2 separate regions of the Sus scrofa genome follow, and region 2 is linked to region 1. Evidence: chromatin contacts called from public HiChIP or PLAC-seq data. All regions are on one chromosome and are shown on one strand. The core of a region is the stretch at or near the end of the contact, and the rest is flanking DNA. Distances in the headings are between cores, read along the strand shown.

Region 1 (5,558 bases), core at 1,408-3,907:
CCATATACCGCGGGTGTGGCCCTAAAATGACAAAAAAAAATTTATATGTTGCTTTAAAATCCCTATTCTCTTTTCACCCTTCTATTCGCACAGCTGGCAACATACCTGTCATACACAGATCTCACCCTATCATGTCACTGAATACACTCATCAATATTGTCCCCTTGCTTTTAGGATAGAACCAAACCCCTTTGCTGGTCAAAAAGAATCTCCCTAGAATCTGGCCTGACCTTGCACTCCAGCTTCAGTCTTCTTCCAGTGTCCTCATGCAATTCTGGCCATGCTAGACCAGCGTCACTGTCTCTAGTGGTCCATTCTTTTTGAACTCTCAACCTTCCTCCATCCAATGCTTCCTACTTGGAGCCCTCCTCTGCTGGCCCACCCACCTGTCATCTTCAGATCTCTGGTTAAGCGTAGCGTCCTTTCAGAAGACCTGGCCTCACCTCCAGGCTAGGTTAGGTCCTGTTGACTTCTGCACATTTCCTATGACAATATTCACTATACTTTTTGATACTTATGTTTAATTGTTCACTGCTCTATCCTCTAGCCCAATACCCAGTATATATTAGGTGCTCACAGCTCTGTACTAGTTGAATGAACAAATTTACCTAAATGATAATAACATCATCTGAACATATTTGAGAATTTTCACATTGCTTCAGGAAGATAGCCCCTGTGTTTTCCCATTTGTGAATCAACGGCTGTTTCCAGACCAACCCATTCCTGCAAAACAATTAAGCACTTTAATAAAATTGGGAAGGAAAAGGCTGCAACGCCAAAGACAGCTGTGCTATTCTCCAGCTGCAGACAACTGGGTGAGTGTTTAATGCAGAATGTGTCCATCATCTGATTCAAATAACTCCTGGCATTTTTCCCCCTTTAGTCTTGCTGGGTGGTTTGCACATGTGCTCTGTAATCTTCTTGGAGTATTATTATTAATAGCTGATCATGAAAATATTGCCCTTTAAACATTTAAAAAATATTTCATATACCCTTAAATGTGGCTTTATTAACTCCCAGATTTTTTCAAAGGAGGGGAAAAACTCTGCGATTACTGATGGAAAAACAGGATTAGCTATGTAGACATTCACTTCGTAGGAAAACTGTCAGGAGCATGCTAGTTTCATGTAATTGAAATACATCTTTTTATATACCTGCTTCTGGGTGAGAGGCAAGTCACAGGAATGGGGTTTTCCGGGGGCCTGTGAGGAGGTTGCATCTGTCCACATCTCGTCTTAATGATTTTCAGACCTGCCACTTTGAAAATAAATTTGCCTAATGTTTTCCCCTTCTATATCAGAACCCCAGATACTGAGAAATCTCAACCGAAGACAAAATAATTCATGAGAATCCAGAGATGACATTTACTAAATCATCAGAATGTCAAGAACCACCCTGATCTCCAGTAGGACCAAGAGTTGTCCAAAGGGAGTTCCCAGGGTGGCTCAGTGGGTTAAGAACCCTACACAGTCTCCATGAGGATGACGGTTCAATCTGTGGCATGCTCAGTGGGTGAAGAATCTGGTATTGCAGCAAACAGCAGCAAAGGTCACAGATACAGCTCGATCCAGTGTTGCCGTGGCTGTGGTATAGGCTGGCAGCTCCAGCTCCAATTCCACCCCCAGCCAGGGAACTGCCTCAGGAGCCACCATTAAAAAGAAAAAAAAAAAAAAAAAAAAAAAAAGAGTGGTACATAATCCCACAGGGAAAGGAAGTGTGCACAAGCACACACTGGATTTTATTTGGGGGCTGTTTCTTGGCGTATTTTGGTGTTGTGGATCCTAAACTACATGGCTGGGAATGAACAGTAGAGCTTTAAATGCAGCTAAAAGGAATATAGCAGAGAGCGTGCATCATCTCCTGGCTGAGGAGAAAGATTTTCTAAAGACAAGGAGGGAGTAGATGACCTTTCCAGAGCCCTCTTGTCCGAAGATTTTATGATTCCGTGCACGTCCTGTGTCTAGACATGAAGGGTGGGCGCTTCTGCTTTTGCTGCTGTAAACATGCGCAAAGTATAACTGCGCCACCTACAGTCAGATCTCAGAAACTACGCAGCCTCAGCCAGGAAAAAACGAAACAAAACAAAATAATAGGGGAGGAAAAGACCCACCGGAAAGAACAAAATTGTAGGGTCTATGACAATGAATATTCTCCTCCAATTATATTTACCTTTAGTCTAGGCTTTCAAAGCAACTCTAGCTTTCATGCCTGTGTTTTGCACACTTGTCAATATTCATTCGTGTATTCAATGCCTAATATATAAGAGATATGTTCATTTCGTGAGAAAAGGACTCTTCCTTTAAGTGAGAAAGACCTGGACAGGTAAGTTAGCTGACCATGGTTATACAGTGACGCAAGCCAAGACCCAGGTGTTTGTTTCCAGCCATCAGGGCCCCAGAGGACACAGGGTTAGAGCTGGCCTACCAGCTGGTGGAACCAGATCCCACAATCTCTGGCTGCAGGGCCCTGGTGGTCCCTGGGTTGGAGTTGGCTGCAGATGGGTGGGGCTGGGGCCCAAGGAGGCCTGGGGCTGGTGAGAGCCTGCTTTTGAGCACCCTGGATACCAACAAAGTTAGCAGAGCCTCACTGGGCCTAGGGTTAGTGTCAGTCCACCAGGGGGTGGGGCCGGGCCATGTGGTGGGCTGGGGGCTCAGGAGTTTCTAAGGCAGCTGGCCTGCTGGTAGGTGGTGGCATGCCTAGGCTGCGGGCATGCCAGGACTGGTGCCAATCTGTTGAAAATTAAGCGAGATAATTCATGTAAAGGGCTCTGCACAATGTCTTATGCAAACTCAATATTGGGAGCTGTTTAGGATACTGGAAAGGTTTAATCCTTATAAAAGAAGGAACCAGTACTTGAACCAATGTATTTTTTTAATACCCTATCTCTTTCTGTTATTGATTTTCCGTGTGCTCAGAGAATACACTTTGTATGATTTCAGTCTTTTGATACTTGTCCTAATGTTCAAATTTTCATATTCATTGCTGCTGAGCCACAATGGGAACTCCTCTTCTTATCTTTCTTAACAAAGTTACTTCTTAGGGAAATCAAGTTTCCCCTACTTTATATGAAAATCTTATAGACTGGTTTTATAGTTTATGGCAATGCACTTTTAAAATTATTTAGCAACAAATAATTTAGTTATCTTACAGCACTTATAAAGAAAATTTTCAGTCAGTGATTTTAGTTTTACTTTTTTTTTTATCTTGTTTTTTTTTTTAGGGCCACACTGGCGGCATATGGAGGTTGCCAGGCCAGGGGTCCAATCGGAGCTTTTGCTGCTGGCCTATGCCAGAGCCACAGCAGCGCCAGATACGATCCGCATCTGTGAACTATACCACATCTCATGGCAACGCCAGATCGTTAACCCACTGAATGAGGCCAGGGATCGAACCTGGAACCTCATGGCTCCTAGTTGGATTCGTTTCCACTGTGCCACGATGGAAAATCATAGCTTTACTTATGATTTTCCCCTGTATCCCCTATCTCTAGTTCACCTCATGTCTTTTACTCTCCAACTTTTAAATTTTTTAATTAATTAATAACTTATTTTAGGCTATTCCTACCCTGTGGCATATGGAGTTCCTGGGCCAGGAATCAGATCCAAGCTTCGGCAATGCCAGATCCTTTACCCACTGTGCCGGGCTGGGGACTGAACCTGAGTCCCAGAGCTCCAGAGACTCTGCTGCTCCTGCTGCACCAAAGGGGGAACTCCATCCTCCAATTTTTTAGAATGTTGTGCCTATTTCTGCTATATAGCAAAGGGACCCTGTCATATATAAATACACACACACACACACACACACACACCCTTTCTTGTATTATCATCCATCATGATCTATCCCAAGAGACTGGATGTAGTTCCCTGTGCTACAGAGTAGGACCTCATTGCTTATTCATTCTAACTGTAATAGTTTTCATCTATTAGCCCCAAACTTCCAGTCCATCCCACTCCTCCCTCCCTCCCCCTTAGCAACCACAAGTCTGTTCTCTATGTCTGTCAGTCTATTTCTGTTTTGTAATTATCCTCCAATTTTAAGGCCTAAACATCTAGGCTTTCTTCTCCCTGCAACTGATTTCTATCAAGAGCTTACCCTAGGTATAATGACAATAATCACTGAACCTAGAAAGAAGAGGCATTAAGCACAATTTACATGAATAATAGGCTCTGTTAACATTTAATTGAATGTTTCTAACTTATTTAATCTTATTAGGTAGGCAGTATTTTCATCAATTTACAGATGGAGAAACCAAGGTCATACAATCTGCAAATGGCAGAGACGAGACTCTAAACTGTTTAAAGCTCTGAGCGTCTATAATGCCTCTGAGACAAATTACCCTCCAGCTGAAGTTAATATCCTACTAGGGTTGTCATTTCTTGGTGTAATCAATGAATAATTTTGAGGATCTTTTTTTGTATGTAGAGCAGTGCGTTATGTAATAACTCCACACTGATTCATTCAACCCCCTAATCAGTTCTTGTATTACTGACCCATGTATGGTCAGAGTCCAGTACCAGAGGGTTTTGTTTCCAGTGCGAGTACAACTCTGAGAGAGAAAAAAGGAGAGCCTCTCTCCTTGATGTGGGAACCGTCTTCGATTCCTCTTTACTTCCTTTTCTTTCTTTCTTTTTTTTTTTTTTTTTTTTTTTTTTTTTTTTTTTTTTTTTTTTTTGCTTTTTAGGGGCACACTCACAGCATATGGAAGCGTGCATTGAATCAGAGCTACAGCTGCTGGCGTACACCACAGCCACAGCCAGGCAGGATCCGAGCTGCATCTGTGATCTGCACCACAGCTCACGGCAATGCAGGATCCTTAACCCACTGAGCGAGGTCAGGGATCAAACCCGCATCCTCATGGATCCTACTCAGGTTAACCGCTGAGCCACGAAGGGAACTCCTCTTTACTTTCCTTTTAACTCCCCCGAGGCACTCAGCAAACGTCAGCAAATGGAGAATTGAGAAATGAGTTGGCTAAAAAGATGGCATTTAACATTCCGCAGATTAAATATCTGCACTTAAGAGGGGTTCATTATGTTAAAGAGAATGACATTTCCATCATTTTATTAATTCATTCAGTAAAGTACTATCAAGCCTCAACCCTGTCTTGAGCATTCTGTAAGGACACATGGTCTCTAAAAGAATCTAGGTGGGGTCTAGAATAAACAGGGTACAAATAACAATGACAGATAATAGAAAGCAGTGAATGATGATATGACTTCCAGTCAAGTGTTTTGAGTTTGAAGAAGTTAGGAAGACAAGGTAAGGAAGCTCCTTTTTCCTTAAACTTGTTTCATGTTCTCCTTGGCAATTTCCTGGTCTCAAAATTTTAAGTTACAGAATTAAGGGCACTAAGACATCCAGTGCATGGATAACTTGAAACACTTTTGAGTTCATTCATCCCTTCAATACCTTTATTGGAATCCTCAAAAAGAGAATAAATTATATGGGTCTGACAAAATGGCTAGCTGTTCAGGTAACTTGTCACCTTGCCTCCCAGGCAAACAGACACATTTCTCAGAATCTCCTCCATCTAGATGGGCCCAATGACTAGGTCTTGT
Region 2 (5,425 bases), core at 861-3,360, 160 kb before region 1:
GTATAAAAGCACTAGAGCAAGAGCTAGCTGTGCCACCTAAGGAAATTATTAAAATTCTCTAGGTCCCAGTTTATTCATCCATAAAATGAGAAGCTGATTGAATCAGGACTCGGTATATGGGTTTCAATGGTCTAAGAACCCCAAAATAAACACAAATTTTCTATACAGATGCACTCACTCATTCTGCTTGGGAGGGTATATACACTTTACATACACTTTACCTGATTCTCAAAAGGGACACGATTCAGAAAAGGATTAAGAACCACTGTAAAGGCTCTAGATAGCTTTTTCAGGCCCAAAGTCTTGTGACAGGGCCAAGGTCACACACAAACAGGGAGGCCCATCCTCACATGGACATCATCACAAGAATGATGATCAGACTCACCAGCAGGTGTTTGGCTGCACTTATCGTGGCTATGCTGCTACTATTTACTGCAGATTTTAATTCCTATAGAGCATGGATGGAAGCTACTTATTTCTCTGAACTGCACTATAACAATTAAATGCCCTATGCTCACGTCTGTCCAAAAATACTGTGAAGGACAAGGGGATGAACATGAAGTTATTTTTTATTAAAGTAGCAGTGAGTGTGTACACATATATTTATATATATATTTATATTTATTTATATATGTATATATTTATACACACACACATATATATATATATATTTTTTTTTTTTCCAAGCCACCACAGAGGGAGTTCCCGTGGTGGCGCAGTGGTTAACAAATCCGACTAGGAACCATGAGGTTGCGGGTTCGATCCCTGGCCTTGCTCAGTGGGTTAAGGATCCGGCGTTGCCGTGAGCCGTGGTGTAGGTCACAGACACGGCTTGGATCCTGTGTTGCTGTGGCTGTGGTGTAGGCCAGTGGTAACAGCTCTAATTGGACCCCAAGCCTGGGAACCTCCATATGCCGCAGGAGTGGCCCTAGAAAAGACAAAAAAAAAAAAAAAAAAAAAAGCCACCACTGAACACTGGTTAAGAGTAGTTAATTCCTGGAGTTCCTGTCATGGCTCAGCAGAAATAAATCTGACTAGCATCCATGAGGATGATGATTTGATCCCTGGCTCAGTGGGTTAAGGATCCAGCGTTGCCATGAGCTGTGGTGTAGGTCACAGACACCGCTTGGATCTGGTGTTGTTGTGGCTGTGGCCAGTGGCTACAGCTCTGATTCGACCCCTAGCCTGGCAACCTCTATATGCCACGGGGCAGCCCTAAAAAGGTAAAAAAAAAAAAAAAAAAGTAGTTAATTCTTATGCTGTTGTTGTTTTAGGCCGCACTTGCAGCATCCAGAAGTTCCTGGACCAGGGATTGAACCTGCACCACAGCAGTGACACCACTGGATCCTTAACCCACTGAGCCACCAGGGACCTCCAAAAGTAGGTTTTTTAAATAGGCCAGGTAGGGAAGCATAAAAGACTGCCTTTCCAAAATGGTACCCTGAAAACCACACAATAGCTTTAGCTTGTCCTCGGTATGGCGCTGAAGAAGTAATGGATTGAAAACACAAAATGCGTTCCCTGAATAAGAAAAGAGTTCCCAGCAAAACTGCTATGTGTACATCCCCAAAGCCCTCCTTAAGTCAATAAAGTTTTATAGCTATGTAAAAAGGTCAGCTGAGAAAAAATAAAAAGGTCAGTTGATGTATCACCTATATAAATCCTTATGAATTTATGTAAATACAGAGATATCAATGAAACACTTTTTTTATGCTTTATATGTTTCTTCATTACTCCCTACTGCAGTTAGACCTTAGAAAAGGAGCCATTCTTCTCAGTGACACTCAGGCCCATTATTAAATGTTTTTAATGACGGCTGCTAGGAGGCCTGAGAACAGAGAATGGAAACCAAGGCATAAATGCAAAAAAATCACAGAATACGAAGGTCATGAAAAGCCTCTGAACACATCCATCCCACTTCCTTCTGAGAGAGTTAGTCCTAAATCTCGATAATTAGGTTTACTCCTAATACATTCATGAAAGAGTTATTTTAATATTTCACTACCACCAAGAAAAGTATTAACAATGAAACTGTGGCGCACTGTTGATTGTAAGCTGTATTTCCTTTTCTTTTTGGCCACACCCACAGTATACAGAAGTTCCCAGGCCATAGAGCAAATCGGAGCCACAGCAATGACACCACCACTTGACTGCCAGGCCACCAGGGAACGCCTGTAAGATATGTCTTAATAAACTAGAGGTTTTTGTTGGTTGCTGGGTTCTTCTTTACCATAATTATCATAAAAGTGAAACATACTCATGAAAAGCACCCCAACAGCAGACAGATACCGGTAAAATGGAGACGTTCCGCTTCCTTTCTACTCCCAAAGTGGCCACCAGTAACAGACTCTGGGCTGTTCCTTTAGAAATACTTGGTGGGAGTTCCCGTCGTGGCGCAGTGGTTAACGAATCCAACTAGGAACCATGAGGTTGCGGGTTCAGTCCCTGCCCTTGCTCAGTGGGTTAATGATCCGGCGTTGCCGTGAGCTGTGGTGTAGGTTGCAGACGCGGCTCGGATCCCGCGTTGCTGTGGCTCTGGCATAGGCCGGTGGCTACAGCTCCGATTCGACCCCTAGCCTGGGAACCTCCATATGCCGCAGGAGCGGCCCAAGAAATAGCAAAAAGACCAAAAAAAAAAAAAAAAAAAAAAAAAAAAACTTGGTGCCATCACCCCTGGGCACACTTACATAGTGACAGACAGTGCTACATTTACCTACCCCAATATCCATCATCCCTTTCTTCCAAGCAACAGGTCCTGGATGGCCACCCTAATAAAAGTCTAAGGCTCTCTTCCTTTCCTGCAACTCTGGGTGGTCATGTGACTGAGTCCCAAACAAGGAGATGCAAACAGATGCTGTGCTGAGTTTCTAAGAAAGCTGCTTAAAGGCACCAAATCGGCTGGAAGGGGTCCTATGCTGGCCTGCCTGCCTCTCATTCAGCCAAGAGAATGGAAGGCTAACAAATATCTTAGACCACAAGGAAACTCTGAGAATAGAAATCATTAATTTGGCTGGTAGAACAGAAAGATAGAGGCCTGGGTCCCTATAACACCAGGGTAACAATATACCAGCCCTAGACGGCCTACCTCCAGGCAGCACTGATGAGAGAAAAGCAAACCTCTGTGCTGGCTAAGCTGCTTTTATGTCTAGTCTGATACCGGTAGCTGAACACAATGCCAAACCGACATGTGCAAATTTCTTTTTCACGTACAGATTAGATCGTGATAGAAATACTGTTGTGCAACTCAACTTTTTTCATTAACGAGGGTATCATTCTATGGAGTTCCCGTTGTGGCTCAGCACTAACAAACCCGACTAGTTCACATAAGGATGTGGGTTCGATCCCTGGCCTCGCTCGGTATGGTGAGGACCTGGTATTGCTCTGGCTGTGGTGTAGGCCGGCAGCTACAGCTCCAATTCGACCTCTAGCCTGGGAACCTCCATATGCCAAGGGTGTGGCCCTAAAAAGACAAAACAAACAAAAAAGAGTATCATTCTACAATTAAACTTTTTCCATCAATAGTGCATCTTAGACATCTTTCACTTACAGCTATTGATGGGCATTTAAGTTATCTTCAGACGCATTCTTCAATGAATATACGTGTATATATTACCCTTTTCACAGCTACACAAGAATATTTGTAGTATTTGAAGGATAGTTGCCTTCTTAGAATTCCTAGGTCAAACTTTTGATAGAGAGTATAAATGGCCTTCCTGAAAGGCTATTCTAGTTAATATATCTAACCAGCACACATACCCTTCACAAACAACTAGGAATTATTTAAATGTTTTAATGTATGCCAATATTACAGGGTCTGCGAATTTATCATGTTTTTTCATTGGACGTTCATTTCTGATAAGTAAAAAATAAATACAAGAATGTGAATAATCTGAATTTCAGAGAGTGTATTTACACTGATGTTTGCGATTATGTCCGCAGCAAAAAGAAATGAGAAGGAAGGAGAAAAGAGCAGAAAGGAATTGAATAAATGACATATTCCTGCCAAGAGAAGGCCAAAGGGTGTCACAGTGAGCCATTCAACTGAAAGTTTGACAGAGAAAATCAGTGGGGGAAAAAAATGAGGGGCCCCACAGCCTGATGGTGGACAAAGACATCAGTTCAGAGGCACTCGGCTAAAACATCCACTGCCACCTTTTCTCTTGAAGCACTAACAAAGTTTCAGCAAAGTACCATCTACATTCATATTGTTTATACCTAATTATTTATAAATAAAATGATATATCTGGGATTTGCTTTAAAATAGGCCAGACAGGAGTTCCCTGGTGGCTCAGTGGTTTAGGGATCTGGTATTGTCACTGCTGTGGCTCGGACTGCTGCTGTGGCCCAGGTTCGATCCCTAGCCCGGGAATTTCTGCATGCCACAGGTGTAGCCAAAAAAATAAAAAATAAAATAGTCCAGGAAAAAAATAAGTAGTGTGGAGACAGCTGAAAAGAGATTAGCAAAGGTAAATAATATTGAGATTGAATGAGGGCACGGGGCGGGGGGGGAGGTTATATCAGTACAAACCGTTCTTTTATGTAGATTTGAAAATGTCCATAATAAACCATTTGCAAAGTTAATATTAATTGAAAGCACTTACAGAATGGCAGAGTAAGGAATTCTAAAAACCCATTCATCCATGAAAACCACAAGAACACTAACAAAAATTTCTCAAAATCAACTTTTTCAGAATCCTGAAAATTCAATAAAGGCTTACAAAAACCCAAGCAGCCTTTATTTATTCAAGACAATGACTGAAGCTTGGTAAGAATAGCTAACTTGGTGATGTTTTAACTTGTCCTAACCCCATCCCTCTTCCCTAGCTATGCCGTAGCCTGGGAAACTCACAGCCTCACAGCTATAATAGCTGTGAAAACCAGCAGCCCAGCAGCCACCAGCAAGGACAGAACAAATCTGGAGCTTCCCAGATGCCCCACAGCCAGAAGACGGTCAGATGTGATCTGCCTGGTGGCTGGCTTGACAGCTGCATTCTCAGGTCCTCTCTTTATATAACCTGACTCAGCTCACTGTACAAACAGACCTATAGCCAGGCATTTATAGGAAACAGTGACAAGTGGCAAATATTTTAACACAGAGCGTGGAGTTCCCACTGCAGCTCAGTGAAAACAAATCTGATTAGTATCCAGGAGGACTCGGGTTCAATCCCTGGCCTCACTCAGTGGGTTAAGGATCCAGCATTGTCGTGAGCGGTTGTGTAGGTTGCAGATAAGGCTTGGACCCCAAGTTGCTGTGGCTGTGGTGTAGGTCAGCAGCTACAGCTCTGATTCGACCCCTAGTCTGGGAACTTCCATATACCACAGGTGTGGCCCTAAAAAGACCAAAAAAAAAAAAAACCTCCAGAGCAGCTGGAGAAATAGTATCTCACTTGGCGATAACAAGAGGCAAGCTAAAAAGCATAAATGG

Evidence for each region. HiChIP or PLAC-seq counts read pairs in DNA pulled down with a chosen protein or histone mark.
Region 2: a contact with region 1 is called in an H3K27ac HiChIP or PLAC-seq map of alveolar macrophages. The contact joins two enhancer-like sites. A contact is called at or near these places in 1 of 47 Hi-C or Micro-C datasets (epiblast stem cells) and 1 of 2 datasets of contacts at active chromatin or transcription factors (alveolar macrophages).

What each region holds. Positions count from the first base shown.
Region 1 is chr9:48,373,135-48,378,692 of Sscrofa11.1, reverse strand. The region is part of intron 2 of LOC106504896 (a long non-coding RNA gene); the gene reads left to right. Among named protein-coding and RNA genes, the nearest start is that of SC5D, 19 kb to the right of the region's middle. Within about 2 kb of position 2,657, at least 19 of the 83 cell types and tissues checked have an H3K27ac peak or open chromatin away from gene starts, as enhancers often do. A contact at or near this core is called in alveolar macrophages, where this site is marked.
Region 2 is chr9:48,529,221-48,534,645 of Sscrofa11.1, reverse strand. The region is part of intron 7 of SORL1 (sortilin-related receptor); the gene reads right to left. Among named protein-coding and RNA genes, the nearest start is that of SORL1, 97 kb to the right of the region's middle. Within about 2 kb of position 2,110, at least 1 of the 83 cell types and tissues checked has an H3K27ac peak or open chromatin away from gene starts, as enhancers often do. A contact at or near this core is called in alveolar macrophages, where this site is marked.